2 separate regions of the Zea mays genome follow, and region 1 is linked to region 2. Evidence: chromatin contacts called from public Hi-C data. All regions are on one chromosome and are shown on one strand. Each heading gives the region's core, a stretch centred on a gene start, on an enhancer-like site or on the middle of the called end of the contact. The rest is flanking DNA. Distances are from core to core; before and after follow the strand shown.

Region 1 (5,984 bases), core at 1,777-4,276, 470 kb after region 2:
TCCCTTCCTTCCGTCTATGGCCCGAGCCGGAGTCGGTAGGCTTGTCGTCTTTCGGCTCGTTGACGAAGGACTCCTTCTCCTTGTCGTTGATCACGATTCCCTTCCCCTTAGGATCCATCTCTTCGGGCGATTAGTCCCTTTCTTGAAGAGAACCGCTCCGATACCAATTGAGAGCACCTAGAGGGGGGGTGAATAGGTGATCCTGTAAAACTTAAACTTATAGCCACAAAAACTTGTTAAGTGTTAGCACAATAATTGCCAAGTGGCTAGAGAAGGGTCAAAACACAATAACCACAATAAATCAATCACAGAGATGGCACGGTGGTTATCCCGTGGTTCGGCCAAGACCAACGCTTGCCTACTCCACGTTGTGGCGTCCCAACGGACGAGGGTTGCAATCAACCCCTCTCAAGCGGTCCAAAGACCCACTTGAATACCACGGTGTTTTGCTTTGCTTATCTTTATCCCACTTGCGAGGAATCTCCACAGATTGGAGTCTCTCGCCCTTACACTTGAAGTTCACAAAGAAGCACGGAGTAAGGGAGGGAAGCAACACACACAAATCCACAGCAAAATGCGCACACACACGGCCAAGAATCGAGCTCAAAAGACTATCTCAAAGTTCTCACTAGAACGGAGCTCGAATCACTGAGAATGACAAACGAATGCGCAAAGACTGAGTGTGGATGATCAAGAATGCTCTAAGGTTGCTTGGTGTACTCCTTCATGCGCCTAGGGGTCCCTTTTATAGCCCCAAGGCAGCTAGGAGCCGTTGAGAGCAAATCTGGAAGGCCATTCTTGCCTTCTGTCATCGGGCGCACCGGACAGTCCGGTGCACACCGGACACTGTCCGGTGCCTGATCTCCTTCCTAAAATGGCGCAGCCGACCGTTGCAGATCTGGGAGCCGTTGGCGCACCGGACAGTCCGGTGCCCCCTTCCGACCGTTGGCTCGGCCACGTGTCGCGCGCGGATTCCGCGGCCGACCGTTGGCCCGGCCGACCGTTGGCTCACTGGACAGTCCGGTGCACACCGGACAGTCCAGTGAATTTTAGCCGTATGCCGTCGGCGAATTCCCGAGAGCGGCCACTTCGCGCCGAGTCAGCCTGGCGCACCGGACACTGTCCGGTGCACCACCGGACAGTCCGGTGTGTCAGACTGAGCTGAGTCTTGGCTGTACACAGCCAAACCTTTTTCACCTCTTTTCTTCTTCTTTTCTGTTTCTAACACTTAGACAAGTATATTAGTACACAAAACCAATGTACTAAGGCTTAGAAACATACCTTTACTCTTGATTTGCACTTTGTCCATCCATGAGCATAAATTCACATTTAAGCACTTGTGTTGGCACTCAATCACCAAAATACTTAGAAATGGCCCAAGGGCACATTTCCCTTTCAGCGGCGACGCGGGGGCAGGCGCGGTGCGACCGGACGCCGAGCGCGCGGTGGCGGGGCGCGCAACACGCGCACACACGTGCCCTGATGGCGGCGCGGGAGGGAGAAGGGCCCGGGGTCGGGTGGGCCCCGCCTGCAAGTGAGAGGCGGTGGGAGGGTTAGGGCGCGACGGTTGTTGGGTCGCTGGTGGGATGAAGTAGTTAGGGTTTCGGTTTCCTTTTTGTTTTTTCTATTTCTTTTCTATTTCAAAATATATTTTAAATAACCCTAAAAATCATAATAATTATACCAAAATTATTTATAGCTAAAATATTTATTTTTAGACCAATAATTATTATATTATTTAATTGGATTTTCATTAAGAAGGAGATTCTACTAAATATCCAAAATCAAACATGAATAAAACAAAAAATTATTCTCTATGCAAAATAAAAATCAAATGTTTGAAAGAAAATTTATTACCCTAATTATCATTAATAATCTTAAATGTATTATTTTAGTTGATGGTTTTTATAATGTTTCAATTCCCCCTTTTCCTCTTTTTTTATATATTAATGCGCAGCTCTACTGCATATTTGAGAAAAAAAGTCAAAACAACAACAACCATGTTGCTCGAAGTTGTGTATAGTACTCGACAATGGATGTCATGGGAGTTGAGTGGATCGTACATAAGCGGTTGTACGAACCAAGTACACATGAGGCAGAGCGATGATGGAAGAAGTTGGTGGAGGCATCCCAATATATGGTGGCAGTGGCAAATCAACAATGTAGCGAAAAGGCATCCCCAAGATGCTAATGTAGTTGTTGTGAATGTCTATGTAGTATGTGTGAGGTCAACAGGCGGTGGACGACACAATCCCCATCAATGATCAGAAAAACTAAAAATTGTACAACAACAGTGGGATCTACCATGTACAACTCATGGGTGCATCGAACAATATCTCACATGCAGACACGGCGAGTGCACAACACTCGGAGAGGCGAGCTACTACAACCAATGATGGCACAACGGGTACCAACGACATTGATGGATATGATCACTTTTGCCCATCAACAACACTCATGATCTATCTGCCTTCATGGCCGCTTAGGGTCGGGGTATGCCTCCACGTGATAGGAATGTGGCTCAATGATGAGCCCGGAACGAGGCAGTAACGACCTAGCGATGATGACCACATGAGGAGATCCCGATCTTCTGTGCAACAGCTACGACAAAAAAAATCATTTGGATCGATACGATCGAGTGTTAAATGGTAGCGCTACCCCCACACATATAGATAGATCTCTCTCTCACCCACGATTGTGAAAGCTCATTGCGTCTAGAATTAAAATCTAAACCTAGACTCACGATATCATAAAAAATAGAATTAATGTAATTAAATAGATGTATTACATTAAACACTTGATCGATTTATATATAATATAGGACTTAGGATATAAAGCAACCTATAAATGCATATACATAATATATGAACTAACAAATATACTTTAACTAATACTATAGTCAGCACAGAAAGCATTGAAGAGCGATGTCAAACACGTCCTAAAGCAAAGTTTGTGCCTCTAGCTATTTAAATAATATAAATAAATAGATATCTACCTAACAAATGCGTAAAATACTGCCTGGAGGAAAACGAAGGAAAATAGAGCGAAGAAGAGTTGGTGGTCGGTAGCTACTGCTCCGTTGCCCAATTCTTCCCTCCTCCTCCCTACTGATTCCAGCTATCAGTCCTCTCCGCCAAAAGACAAGACCATAAAGATTACTCATAGATTAAAGTAGGGTTTGGACGTCTGCCTGTCCATTTCGGCGTCTGTTCTTAGCGGCCGACAAGCGGAATCTGGATCAAGTCCCCTGCTTCAACCCATCCCCTCTCATCGATTCATTGCCACAAGGTACGTACCAGATCACTTCTCCTCTCTCCTGATGCTCCTGCAATTCGATTTCAATTTCCTTCTGGGACTCGTTGCCAATTTCGCTAGTTCCCCTCCTGTCCTCGATTCTTACCCTGCATTCGAACCCCAACGATTAAGCTACTTTTGTTACCGAGAATGCCAACGATGTATGCAATCCGCTTACCTTGAACTGTTTTGGTCCAGGCAGCTGATTGCTCACAGCGTTGGATGTGAGAATTGGATTCGGACCCACCGATCGATATGCCGTTCGGCCACACGCGGCTCGATGTCCGGCGTCCGCCGCAGTCGTCCTACCTCTGCTGCTCCACAACCACCGTCGCCGTATTCGTCGCGCTCTGCCTGGTGGCTGTGTGGATGGCGTCGTCCATGCTCGTCACCCCTGCCGAGTTCCCTCCATTTCAGTCCAAAGTGCGTCCACTGAGGCCTCATGACTCTCCTCCTGCCACCGGAAGCTTAACCAGTGCTGATCAGGGCGATGGCATCACCACCCATGATGATCCACCACCTGCTACACAACAATTGCCTCCTGTAACAGACAGCATGGATGGTGAAAATCAGCAACAAGAACTTTTCACTACAGAGCGCGGACCATGGTCAACCAAGGCTGAACAATCTAACAAGGACGCTAAAGAGCAAACCTTGACGTCCAGTAGCCCACTGAGCTTCCGTTGGGCGTTATGCAACGTCGATGCTGGAGCAGATTATATTCCATGCCTCGACAACGTAGCAGCTATCAAGAAGCTCCGTTCCACCAAGCACTACGAACACCGAGAAAGGCATTGCCCCGAGAAATCTCCTACCTGCCTTGTTCCTCTACCAGAGGGCTACAGGAATCCAATTAGGTGGCCAAAGAGCAGAGATCAGGTTTGTGCTGTGCCTTAATAATGATGCTATATCTGCCAAGTCGATTTACTTACTCAATGTTTTATCGCTACAGATATGGTACAATAACGTTCCTCATACTAAGCTGGTTGAATACAAGGGACACCAAAACTGGGTTAAGGTTTCTGGAGAATACCTCACCTTCCCCGGAGGCGGGACTCAGTTTAAACATGGTGCGTTGCGCTACATTGATTTTATTCAGGAGGTAATACGCTTTCCATGTTGTCGGCTGCTAGTGTGCACTATAATATTTTCTTACCTATTTATTGAAAATATCTGCTAAGTTGATAGACAGAATGCTCATGATTCATTGAGTAGGCGCCCTGAACGTTTTTCCTTGGATTGAGTTCATGCATATATGTAGTAGTTATGCTTGTTTACTGGCATTTTTTATTGCTATACTACACAGGCAAAGAAGGATGTAGCATGGGGAAAACGAAGCCGTGTAGTGTTAGATGTTGGTTGTGGAGTAGCTAGCTTTGGAGGATATCTATTTGACAGAGATGTGATTACTATGTCATTTGCACCTAAAGATGAGCACGAAGCTCAGGTTCAGTTTGCTCTTGAAAGAGGAATACCTGCTATATCAGCTGTCATGGGTACAAAAAGGCTCCCATTTCCCAGTAGGGTGTTTGATGTTGTTCATTGTGCACGATGTAGGGTACCGTGGCATATTGAAGGTACTTTCTATCATGAGAATCCTGCTCTAGCACAATACAGTCCCTTTGTGTTAGCTGCTTCTGTGACACTATGCCTGTTAGTTATTTGGCAGGCGGTAAACTCTTGCTTGAACTGGACAGACTGTTACGTCCTGGTGGTTACTTTGTGTGGTCTGCTACACCCGTATACCAGAAGCTGCCTGAAGATGTTGAGATATGGCAAGGTATTCCATGCTTTAATTTCTTCTCTACAGTTATTACAGTGAATTACGAATTTCATGCCCCAAGAGTTATCTTTGTTCTGCCTTGCTGTAGCCATGTCTGCTCTAACCAGTTCAATGTGCTGGAAAATGGTCAACAAAGTAAAGGATAGGGTGAATAGAGTGGGTATAGCAATTTACAGAAAGCCAACAGACAACAGCTGCTACGAAGCAAGATCTGAAACAAACCCTCCACTCTGTGGAGAGTACGACGATCCTGATGCTGCCTGGTAACTGTTCTCAACAGGCTGTACCTTTGGTGGTGATCACCTAATTATAAACCTAATAATATTCTTGGGTTCATCCCTTATCACTGTTTAGGAACATATCGTTGGGGGCTTGTATGCATAAGTTGCCTGTAGATCCTACCGTTCGTGGTTCACAGTGGCCTGAGTTATGGCCATTGAGACTGGAGAAACCACCTTATTGGCTGAGAGGTTCTGAGGCTGGAGTATATGGGAAACCTGCCCCGGAGGATTTTCAAGCAGACTATGAACACTGGAAGCGAGTCGTGAGCAATTCATACATGAATGGTTTGGGTATTGACTGGTCTACTGTTAGAAATGTTATGGATATGAAAGCCGTATATGCAGGGTAAGGAGTCTAACCTTCGGAGCATGTGGAGTTCCTCTTTCACTGGGACTCATTTTTTTTTCTGTTGTAGGTTCGCAGCAGCTTTGCGCGATCTCAAGGTGTGGGTCATGAATGTGGTTCCAATTGATTCACCTGACACGCTTCCAATTATATATGAGCGCGGGCTGTTTGGACTGTACCATGACTGGTGTGAGTCGTTTAGCACCTATCCGAGAACTTATGATCTTGTGCACGCCAACCATCTGTTCTCCAAGGTTAAGAAGAGGTAATGCCGTCGTCC
Region 2 (5,557 bases), core at 1,657-4,156:
CGTCGCCCGTGTGGGCCAATGGGTTGGTCGGCCTTGGTAGAGAGCCATGACCTCCCCACGCTTTGGGAGGGTGGACCATCACACTGAGGGAAACCAAAAAAGATCGAAGAAGGTGAGGGGAACAAGTAAATTTGACGGATTAAGAAGCACCTGTACCAACACCTCAAGGGACAACCTCTCGAAAGCCCACCCACGAGATGGGGGCATCCCTCGACGGTCCACTCTGATCCATGGCGACGAATAAAAAGACAAGGGAGAGCAGGGGTCGAGAAAGCGACACAGGGTAAGAGAACTTGCACTGTCTATTTGCAAGGATAGTCGATTAGAGACTCACATCTTTAAGATGGTTGGTGACCTATGGACCTAACAAGTTGGGCCTATGAACCTCTGAAGGAAATCGAACCAACGTAAGATCACGAAGCACAACTCCGCAGGCAAACAACAGGGGAGCAATACAAATATTGAAACTTATGTTCCTTTTCAAAAGGGAAACAACAAGACATATTATACAATAGGCTTTGCGAATGGTATCATTCGCAGATAGCCTGTCCACGATGGGACTGACAACCTCATCGAAACCCTCCAATATGTCTTCCAGCCCATCATCAGGAATGTCCTAAGGAAGACCAATGACGTCCTAGAGACAGCATCCAGACCGAAGCTCCTCGACGACCAAGGCTACGCCCACCCCTCGGTGAATGCTAAAATCCATAATATCTCGGATGTGACACGACATACTGTCTAAGCGTCCCACCGAGAAGGAGTCGCGAGCCCCAATGCACTCAACAGTCTGGCCCACCCAATGACGAAGCTTCTCTAGCTCAGACTCTAAAACTAAAGGGTAGAGGAAAAGTGCGAGGAAGAAATTAAAAACTAATGAAAGGCATATGGACATCAAAATAAGAACATTACCAGACACACGCCCATCGAACTTGGCAATTTGGTCCTAGAGTAGGCTCACTTCGGTGTCAGTCGCGTCTATGGCCGTGCAGGAGGCATCAAGGTTCTCCTTGAGCTCCAAGGAACAAGGAGAGGGTCCCACAGACCCAACCATGACTACCCTGCAGAAAGAAGCACCTCCGACTATTGGAGGTTGCTCTACAGTAGAAAACAAACGTCAAAGAGAAAAGGGGGAGAAGGAAGACTTCGAGGGCTAAAGACCTTACCCCGACCCTAACATGGGCACAACGTGGCCTCTTCCTTGCCAGGGTCCGTTAACCGACCCACTGCAGGAACCCATCTGAGGGGTCAATGAGAAGCAAGAGTCATGGTATGACAATTGATGACCCCCGCTCGTACTTATAAAGGCGACAAAAATCCGACACTCCATGGGTAAGAAGAGATCGGTGCATACATTGTCTCATCTCTTAGAGAATTAAACACTTTAACTGGTATGCGAATAAAGGATGATCCCTTGGGACTGGCTGCGGGAATCGAGCGCTACCCGATCCAACAAAAATGAAGCCACCAAGGGTAGACACTCTCCCCTCGGGGGCTCGGAGGCTACTGTCAGGGATTAGAACCCTGGGGGCCATGAGTCAAAAGGGAGGCCAATGAGAGGTCAGGCAAAGAAGGACCCGCCCCCTGATGGCCCGAGACACCGAGTTGAGGGGCTAGGTAAGGCAGAACTATGAGGGGTCAGAGGGACCGTAAGGACCCACTCGAGTGGATTATGTGTCTAACTGACATACTGCCCCCACCATTAATGACCGATTGCATTAACAGTGTCTTGCACCGAGCTACAGCGCGAGTGTCTTACACCGAGCTGCAACGCGTAAAGGAATTGCTGCTTCTTCCACTCATGGCCTACGCACCCTAGGCCAGAGCCCACTTATGACCTATGAGTCCTAGGTCTGCGCCTCACTCATAGCCTATGCCTGACTCCCCTACGGAGCCCATAACACGACGAGGGACACCAAAAGTTAGGCTATGAAGACTAAGAGTCGTCATGGAGCAGAGGGAGTGATGATGACACTTGGACTCCCCACCGCCCGCACACATTGTCCCGGCGAACTTAAAGAAGCACGACTAGAAAGCCAGACGACGAGGGTGAATATCGACGTACAGATCTTTACCGAGGGTAAAACACCTCGTTTTACCACAGCGCAGTGATCCCTTCCAAGGGAAGCCACTTGTAATCAACCCCCTCCTTAGTCTATAAAAGGAGGGTCAACCCGGACCGAGAAAAAGGAGACACAGATAATAGCACTCGACGACTTAGCCTGATAGCGAACACCCGATATGTAGATCTTCGGAACCAACATCGCTTAGAGATTGTGATTCTTCACTCTCTCATCCACTTGTAACCCCTACTACGAACAATCAGCAACAAGGTGCCGATAGTGAGAGCCCCAAAGATTGAAAGTAGAGAAATTCTCCTCGAACCAATATAAATTTTGCGACCACTACGCACACCATCCACATTCAAAATAGGCATATACAAATTTAGGTTAGTGCTGTTTTTCAAAACACCAACATGCTAGAACCTCAGATGTTGCACTATACTACCAATTACACTATATAAAATATGATTGATGTACCATCACATCACAATGCATATTAAGTGGCTGGCTAATACCTCCTTTGAAAGGTAGGAATTTCTCAGAAATCATATAGGAATTTCAGGAATCGGTTCAGTTTAAGGGCTAGTTTGGAAACCCCAATTTCCCACGGGATTCTCGTTTTTCCAAGAGAAAATGAACTAATTTCCCTTTGGAAAATAAGAATTCCGTGTGAAATTGAGGTTTCCAAGCTAGCCCTAACGGAAAAACACTGGAAACGAAATTTTTTCCCACCATCCAAAAGAGACCTACGGTTGCAAACAGGACCTTTAGTCCTTTACTCATCCTCGTTAGTCTTGACTCTTGCGCGTCCACCCCTGCGCTTTTCACTAGTTTGGATTCGGACTTCCTGCGCTCCGCCAATTGCTTCCTACTCCACCTCCTCTTCTCCCTCCCCAAGCCGCCGCCGCCGCCGCCGCCTCATCTCATCCCCATCACCCACTCCCGGCGGATCGTCGATGGCGGCGCCGGCGATATGGCAGCCACAGGAGCAGGGGCTCCACGAGATCTGCACCCTCCTGGAGGCGCACATCTCCCCCAACTCCGACCAGGCCCGCATCTGGCAGCAGCTCCAGCACTACAGCCAGTTCCCCGACTTCAATAATTACCTAACCTTCATCCTGGCCCGCGGAGAGGTGAGCCTTCCTTTCCTCCTAGTGGCACCTCCACCTCAATCGCTCGCTGGCTTCTTCCGATCGCCACGCCGTCAGCAAAGTCTAGGGTTTTCTCCGATGGTACTGGAGATTTGAAGCTTGTTGTTTGACTCCATAGACCCCTAGGTCGCCACTGGAATTTAGCACTTGGATCACACGTGCTAACTTCTAATCCAAATCGATCTTGATACCCTGGTGTTCTAATGGAAATGATAACGTACGTTATGTGCGCTATTTGTGTACACACAAAGGCAGAAAAGATGCGCTGGTGATCAAGCTAAAATTTCAGTGCCGACATAAGGCTACCTACCGTAGCATTTCAGTTTGATTCGGTGGTAATTTGAATTGTCTTGTTGCGGAGTCAGAGGTTCATGTAGGGCTTAGCCTACGCAGATTGTGCCGATGCACAGTAAGAGATGAGAGCTTGTTTCCATGTTAGTATTTTATGTCTACTACTTGCCACTGCATCATCACTTATTGTGGTAATGATTTCTCAAATTGCTCAGAATGTTTAAACTGCAAATGATGCGATATTTTTAGAATCCTCGTGCAGTCATGTGTGCACGTCAAAATCTTGCTCAGATGGTTAGTTAATTTGCCTACTTGAGTTCTAGTGGTGTTTGAGTTTCGACTGGTGATGCTCCCACTCCCACGAAGATCAAAGTAACCACTGGAGGTGAGCAGGGGCGAAGCCATCTAGGGCTTGCCGAGTGCACATGCACCAGGGAAAAATAGTTTTTAGTGATTAATAATTAGATTTTACCACTTGTGCAGTGTGCACACTCTAAATTTCAGTTGGAGAAGATTTTTATTACATGTCTATATTGAAATGTCAAATGTGCACTCGGATTATCTGGGCTCTAGTTTCGTCCCTGGAGGTGAGTGACTGCTTGATCCCACTATCTAAAACATTTTCCTTGTAAAAGTTTACTTAGAGATACATATGATAGGAAATATTTGGTCTTTTATGTTTTGATAGTGAGACCACACCAGGAACCATATGGTAGCATTGGCGTGATCTAGACTCTGGAACAACAACAAAAAAAACACATTCAGAGTGACTGCTACTTTTAACTTTCTGTGTACGATTTGTATTTTGGTTATTACCAAATTTAGTTTCATGTTTGATTGGCAATTATAAGAAACAGTGATAAACAATGAATTGAATCAATAAGGGTGTCATTTATTAATCATGGAGTTCATGTGGGATGAAAATAGTGGATTGCATGCTTCCCTTGTGTTCTTTTCCGTGCTTATTTGTTCTAAAACGTTTTCGACGTTGGGATGTCTCCTACTTGTTATGGAGCAAAATTATCTTCCGGTATGACTATGCTTGTAGGTCCAGCTATTTTTTTCTTCGACATATCTGACATGCATTTACTTTTTTTTTGTTTTGTACCAGGGGAAATCAATTGAAGTTAGACAGGCAGCTGGTCTACTACTGAAAAACAATCTGCGAACGACTTTCATCTCTATGCAACCTTCGTCCCAGCATTATGTTAAGTCTGAGCTGTTACCATGTATAGGGGCAACCAATAGGGCTATTAGATCCACAGTTGGAACAGTGATCAGTGTACTTTTCCAAATTGTACGAGTCGCTGGATGGATTGAGTTGTTTCAGGCACTCCATAAGTGTTTGGAGAGTAATGACCTGGATCACATGGAAGGTGCTATGGATGCGATATACAAGGTAATGTGCACTTCTGTCATACTAGGGGTTCCATGCATTAAACCAGCATGATGTAGTATATCTTACAATTTGCGTTCTCAAAGTCTTGCTTTCCGATGACAGATCTGTGAGGATGTCCCTGAAGAGCTCGATGTTGATGTTCCTGGTTTGTCTGAACGACCGATCAATGTGTTTATGCCAAAAATACTGCAGGTCTATATCCAATATCCAGAAACAACCAATTATATACCTACAGAATCGACACTTTGACTTCCTCTCTGTAAATGATCATATATATGTCTTCGTACACCAGTTGCCTATAATTCAGCTGAGCATGTATCTGTGGTGGCATATAGATGTTTGAACAGTCTGGTTTAACATATTTATGGGGTTTCATTCTGATACATGCTGCCTTTTTTCTTCCTTCAGTTCTTCCAGTCACCACATGCAAGTTTGAGAAAACTATCGTTGGGTTGTATAAATCAGTACATAGTAGTGATGCCATCGGTAAGAGTCCTAGTCCCATCTTCAGCTTATCTTTCTCAACACTTTTGACTCACTGTTGGATTCACACAGGCACTCTACATGTCTATGGATCAGTATATTCAGGGATTATTCAACCTTGCAAAGGACCCTTCAGCAGATGTTCGGAAACTGGTATTCACCGTAGATAA

What was found. Hi-C and Micro-C count contacts between places; a contact is called where the count stands out from the background.
Region 1: a contact with region 2 is called in a Hi-C map of tassel, with 1.8 times the contacts expected there. The contact joins the promoter of LOC100285199 here to the promoter of LOC100381988 in region 2. A contact is called at or near these places in 2 of 25 Hi-C or Micro-C datasets (ear and tassel).

The regions. Positions count from the first base shown.
Region 1 is chr2:27,897,058-27,903,041 of Zm-B73-REFERENCE-NAM-5.0, forward strand. LOC100285199 reads left to right here and starts at 3,027. Exons shown (of 9, transcript NM_001158093.2): 1 at 3,027-3,288; 2 at 3,493-4,173; 3 at 4,247-4,396; 4 at 4,601-4,871; 5 at 4,964-5,074; 6 at 5,166-5,340; 7 at 5,432-5,704; 8 at 5,775-5,969. The coding sequence starts at 3,550. LOC118476293 (a long non-coding RNA gene) reads right to left here and starts at 3,835. Exons shown (of 2, transcript XR_004856161.1): 1 at 3,473-3,835; 2 at 3,198-3,401.
Region 2 is chr2:27,431,161-27,436,717 of Zm-B73-REFERENCE-NAM-5.0, forward strand. It overlaps LOC100381988 (Transportin-1), which reads left to right and starts at 2,907. Exons shown (of 29, transcript NM_001174758.1): 1 at 2,907-3,196; 2 at 4,617-4,904; 3 at 5,007-5,096; 4 at 5,313-5,390; 5 at 5,460-5,540. The coding sequence starts at 3,020.